Regions from separate parts of the Mus musculus genome. Here region 2 is linked to region 1. Evidence: chromatin contacts called from public HiChIP or PLAC-seq data. All regions are on one chromosome and are shown on one strand. Each heading gives the region's core, a stretch centred on a gene start, on an enhancer-like site or on the middle of the called end of the contact. The rest is flanking DNA. Distances are from core to core; before and after follow the strand shown. Region 1 overlaps Gm51774 (a long non-coding RNA gene). Region 2 overlaps Gm35837 (a long non-coding RNA gene).

The links. HiChIP or PLAC-seq counts read pairs in DNA pulled down with a chosen protein or histone mark.
Region 2: a contact with region 1 is called in an HNF4G HiChIP or PLAC-seq map of pancreatic cancer cells. The contact joins two enhancer-like sites.

The regions. Positions count from the first base shown.
Region 1 is chr10:76,647,402-76,650,292 of GRCm38.p6, reverse strand. All of the region lies in intron 1 of Gm51774 (a long non-coding RNA gene), which reads right to left. Among named protein-coding and RNA genes, the nearest start is that of Gm51774, 5.8 kb to the right of the region's middle. Within about 2 kb of position 1,377, at least 45 of the 459 cell types and tissues checked have an H3K27ac peak or open chromatin away from gene starts, as enhancers often do. A contact at or near this core is called in pancreatic cancer cells, where this site is marked.
Region 2 is chr10:77,214,219-77,217,126 of GRCm38.p6, reverse strand. All of the region lies in intron 1 of Gm35837 (a long non-coding RNA gene), which reads right to left. Among named protein-coding and RNA genes, the nearest start is that of Gm40704, 4.7 kb to the right of the region's middle. Within about 2 kb of position 1,361, at least 49 of the 459 cell types and tissues checked have an H3K27ac peak or open chromatin away from gene starts, as enhancers often do. A contact at or near this core is called in pancreatic cancer cells, where this site is marked.

The DNA of each region.
Region 1 (2,891 bases), core at 128-2,627:
TTCCATCAGAGGCAGCCTGTGCTCCTGGACCTCACTGTGTCTAGAGGTCTGTCCTCAAAGATCTAGTTCCCAAGGCTGCTCAGCACCCTCGGGGACTGACACTGTCATGGACCCCTTTATCCAGGTCACATTTCTCACCCTGGGCACCTGACACATAGCAGGGACACTAATGGAACACTGTTGGCTACGATCACAACTCCCTTTAAGAAGTACATGTCTGTGACTGGGGAAAGCCAGGCTTCAAACGTTTCTGATGGAGGCAGGAGCAGGCCTGAGCCCCCATCACAGTCTGACAGATGCCCAGTACCTAGGAGATACCACAAAAAGACTTGCATCTCTGCTGCAGGTCGATTTTGAGGTTGTCTGGCATGTGAGAGATGGATATGGCCTTGTTGTGTCCATAGACGCCCACAAAAGCTGCACGTCATCAGTGTCAAAGTAAAAATTTTCAGAAACTTAAAAAAACGTGCTTTTGGTCCAAACAGGATGAACTCATAGCAGAGTCTGATCTCCTGACTGGCACAGCCCATAATAATCTAACCCAGAGCTATGCAGAAAGGACCCATCCCTCACCTCTCTGCCTCATTGTCACCGTGGAATGGAAAGTTGCAAGCAAGGATACAGGACAGCATCCCCACCTGGGCACCCATCCTCGCATCTATGGGGACGTGCTTGTTTCTCTTAGTTTTGGGGGTTTTTTTGTTTTGTTTGTTTGTTTTTTAGCAGCTCATAGGTAACCACATGACAATAAACAGAATGTCATCACCCACGACCCTTGCTTAGCAGAGTCCTATGTCCGGTACTTTCTCCCTTGTGTATTTCTGCGTAGAGGGAGCACTTAATTGTGCTCAATGGTAAAGTCAAACCCTTCACTGCTGGGAGCACCATTGACTTCAGCAGCATGGTGAAGTCAGTCTCTGAGTAGCCAGAGCTCCTCACCTAATCCCTACATGTTAAAGGAGCCAGGGGCAAAAACACTGCTAAAAACACTACCCATTTAAGGATTTTCAAAATGGTCTTGTAAAGGAAAATGCTTAACCTTTCGGGTGGCAAGCCACCAGCTCAGAGGCAGGCAATTTGGCTCCAGTTCTGGACTCACCCGATGCATTCTCAGCCTTAGGATGAGTCGCTCACCCGCAGCACCCCTCTTCCCAGATGCTCAACTTGCAGAAGCAACCTTAGCCCGGATGGGAGTGATCCAGCGAGCCCTGGGGAACCGAAGGGCCTGCCTCTCCCACTAACCCCTCCATCCACGCCCAAAGGCATAGTGGCCAAATTCAACATTGTCCACACCGGCTCGCTCCACTGAGCCTCGATTCTCATGAGGAGGCAGTGGCGGTGGTGACAGAGGAGTGCCCTGGGAATCCACTGTGCCAAAGCTCACAGTGGAAAGTGGGTCACAGGGTGACCACAGTGAGTCACACTGGACAGCCTGGGTCCTTCGGGAACCTTCTGTGGAAAGCCGACTTCTGACTCAAAGAGTGGGAAGGAGTGTGGGAAGTTGGTGTGACTCAATCCATTTGAAATAGGTGTTCATCAAGCTTGTTGTGCAGCATCCCGGAGCTGAGAAGAGACCTTAGCAGAAATCCACTCCAGGTCTTGAGTCGGGTGGGTAACGATGGTGAGAGGTACTTTTTGGACATAGAACATGGGATCATGAATGGAGATGGGAAAACCCACTGGCAGAAAGCATCCGTGTAAGCAGAGTATCTCCACCTAGGCTCATGCCAGGCCCGAGAGCATCTTTCTCATGCCCACACTGTAAAACTGCAAACATGTCAAGACTGCTTTGAAGAGACTAGCGACGTAATGGTCAAAAGCACTTAATGGAGTGGACCCATGTCCCGCTTTCAGCACCCACATGTTGACTCAGTGGCCTGTAATATCAGTTCCACAGCACCAGACAAGTATATGGTGCACACACACATATTCAAGCAAAACACTCATACATATAAATATTTAAAATGCTTTGAATGTGAATCTGTGTGGATCCCTAGGATCTGCATGGTAAAAAAAAAAAAAACCCGTCCTGCAAGTTGCCCTCTGACCTACACATATGTGCAGGCATGCATGCACCCCACCCCATACACACACACACACACACACACACACACACACACACACACACACACACTAGAGTGTTAAAATGTTTAATCTATTTAATGAGTATAGATATATTTGAGATTAAATCTACCTATCTTCCTTTTATTTGTGCATGTAGAAAAAAAATCCCAGTCCTGGTGTTTGCGTGTTCACCATGACTTGGCTTCAGCAGGTCTCCTGCAAATTGTAGCCATTAGTAAGGATTACCGATATTTTCTTCTTTTGAAGACAGTAAAATAGAGAAGGGGGATGGAGTCTGCAGGCAAACCATAAAAGGTAATTCTTGTACCAGGTATGGCAGCAGACACCATAATCCTTGTATTGGAGCAACAGAAGCAGGCTGGTCTCTATTGAGTTCAAGGCCAGCCTGGGCTACAAGAGACCCTATCTCAGAAATATCAAATGAGGGGGAAGAGGAGGAGGAAGAGGAAGAAGAAATCGATACTTAGCTACATGGTTACATTAAGTGGTGGAGATACAGACTTAGAAATGTATCCATGGATGGATTTGTACAGTAAGCTTGCAGAGCAAAGGACCATTTCCATGTGTGTGGTCTGTTGATGAATGAGAAGCGACTAGGCAGTATACCATACATTTGATTTACTTCCTCTGCTTGTTTATCAGCTTTGTTTCTACTATGGTTTAGCTAAATATCTCCAACAGGCCCTTTAATTGGCTAAATGTCTGGGGACTTGGGTGGCTTTGTTTCCATTTCTCCTTTATCTGGACTTCTGAGCTCACTAGCTTGAGGGTGCTAACGACTGCCCTCCTCTGCACCTCCCAGATCC
Region 2 (2,908 bases), core at 112-2,611, 570 kb before region 1:
CTGAACTTGAAAATACGTGTGTACGTACATACACATATCCACATGTACATACTACATACTCAGGCCAAACGGACACATACATGCACACACACACACACACACACACACACACACACACACAGAGTCTCGTCACATACACACATACAACATGCGCATTAATTGTAGCATGAACATATATGAGCTTGCACGTGTATACACATATGCATGTTTACGTGCATGCTATGTCTGTCCGTGGCATATGTCTTTACATACACACACACACACACAAGTGTGTGCATCTATCTAGACTCCTCAAGTGTTGGGCCCAGCTTGCTCCAGAACTCACTGTTTTTAGCAATGGCAAACGGGGACCCCTGCTAACCCCAGTCTGGCCTGAGGCTTCCATCACACCTCCTGAGCTCCCCAAGGAGACGCTAGGCTAGAGTTCCCCTGACCCAGATCCTGGGGACAAGGAGGCTGCCCAAGCCTCTTCTCAGGTCCTAGAGAAGCCTGGACAGGCTTTTATTCCTCAGTCCTGTCTAATCTGTAGAGATATCAGGCTAGGATAATTTGCCTGGTGATGAATTAGTAGATAACTGCTCCAAAATGACATGGAATTTAAGGGAAGGCTCTTATCTGATGTGGAGACACCAAGAAGCAGGCTGGGAAGCCGAAGCCCTTGGAGCCTAGGATCACAGTAGACCAGGAAATGAACCAGGGCCTAGAAAGAGAGGAGACCCACTCCTCCCAAGTTCTGACTTGGTGGCTCTGGGGTGGTGGCACTTCACGTTCAGAGCCCAACATGAGAAGAAGCACTTGTTCAGGACAGGCAATAGACACAAAAGCCAGGACTCTGCAAAGAGAAGACCCAGGAGAGGCCAGCAAGGAGCCTCAGGACCCCTGAGGTCCAGCAGGGATGGGAGCACCATAGAGATCCATGAAAGTGCTGGATGCTAAGTGGCCAGAGTGTGTCAGAGTGCATCAGTGTGTGCCAGCCTGTGAGTACCTACCGAGCTGTCCATGCCTCGCAGGCAGGTCTAAGGTGGATACCTCTATCTGCTTCCCTGCAAGTTCTAAGTGAGAGGCCCTTGTTCAAGAAGTGTATCTGTCTATGTGTGGCCCTAATAGGTGGGTCTCCCAGAGCCTTAACCTACGCCCACAGATTCTGGGCAAAGAGAGGCCTGGGTGATTGGAATATTCACCCTTCCTGTGGGGCAGAGGGCTTATCTGCCCCTCCCAGGACCACTTCCTTCCTCCCACACAGATAATGCATGGAGCCTGTTCCTGGAAAGTCTGACAGCGCAGCCTCAACCTGACCTCTTTCCATACATTAGGAGGCTGCACACCCTGCTGAGTGCTGGCACCTGGGACCTACTTCCTGCCCCAGGCTGGCTGGAGTCCATGGGCTAGCCCCAAGAGCAGCCATTTGTGCTCAGACTGTGCCACAGCCCGGAGCCCTTTCTCCAACTCAGCTCCAGCTGCTGGGGAGCTACAGGCCTGCGGGCTGAGATGCTGGGATGTCAGGGCCTGATCAAAGCAGGCTGTGTGGAGGGTGCTTGAGAGATGAAAAGCCAGAGGTCTGTGCCTCAAGGGGCTTCACAGAGGAAGGACTTCTCTCAGCCCAGCTGCAGATGGGACAACTGGTCCTCTTTCGGAGGATGTGGCAATATGTATTGGTCGGTTACTGAAGTCCCTGCCTGAGTCTTTGCCATCACAGTCTTAGGATACTCAGAGCCTCCACTTCACTAGGGGGCTGACACGACCCTGATGCCTGAATTAGGTGTTAACAGAGGAGAAAACAAGAGGCAACCCAGCACCTGAACACGAACACAAAATGCTTCATAAAGTGTAAGAGAACAGGAACATAGGAAAGACCCCAGGAGTCGCTCAGCTCAAGAATGCCAGCTTCATTAACTACTGAAAAAGAATATAATTCACAATGGTGGCAAAATTATACACATATTATATGATTATATATAGATGTGCTTGTATATATGACTATATACCTGTGCTTATCTAGAATATATATAATTTATGGCTTGGGGGGATCACCACAACATGAGGAACTCTGTTAAAGAGTCACAGCATTAGGAAGGTTGCGGACCACTGCCCTAGGGAGAGGGATAAAGACAATGGACCCAAGTGCAAAGCATTGTCAAGGAACAGTGAGGTTCAGAATGGCCCCTTTTTGTTTCTGTAACTTTAATTTTCCTTTTCGTTTTAAGTTATTTTAAAACAAAGCAGTAGCGGGGGCCGGGTGTGGTAGGTTGAATAAGAAACAACCATTTCCTTCTAAGGGAAGTAGCCACATGTTCACAATCACAGCAAAGAGGCCCTGAGACCAAGTTCATGGAGGGAGCTGTTTGCCGGCAGTGTGCTGAGGCTGCATATTTTCAAAGCTGACCTTAGCTCCCTCTCGTGAAGAAGGGGGGCCAGGGCTCTCTTCCTAATCAGATGTTCTTTATGACGCAGAATTTTTGGCTTTTGGCTTTTGGTCTTTCTGTTAATGATGCTTTCTGGATGACCACTCGGGTGCCTCAGCGCACACCATTTCTCTTTCTTCTTATGGTGACTGTCACTGACACTTGTCACATATTACTCAGGAGACCTAGAGCCCCCACAATAAGCTTTGTCTGGGCACTAGAGGTCTGATTCACAAGCCAGCAGACAGAAGCCTGTCACAAACAGAAGGCATGCTGGGTATAACAGGGTACTATGGTGTCTGAGCCTTCAACCTGGGGTGTCAACACACCTGGGTAGGGAAGTGTGAAAAGAGACCTGTTTCAGATAGACAGAGAAGATAGCCAAGGACATCCTTTCTTTAGATCCCAGGACTCTCATAGAGACCTATGGAACCTGAGATTCCTGTTGTACTGGTTACATTTACGTTAACCTGACACAAGCTAGAGTCATCACAGAAGAAGAAGCC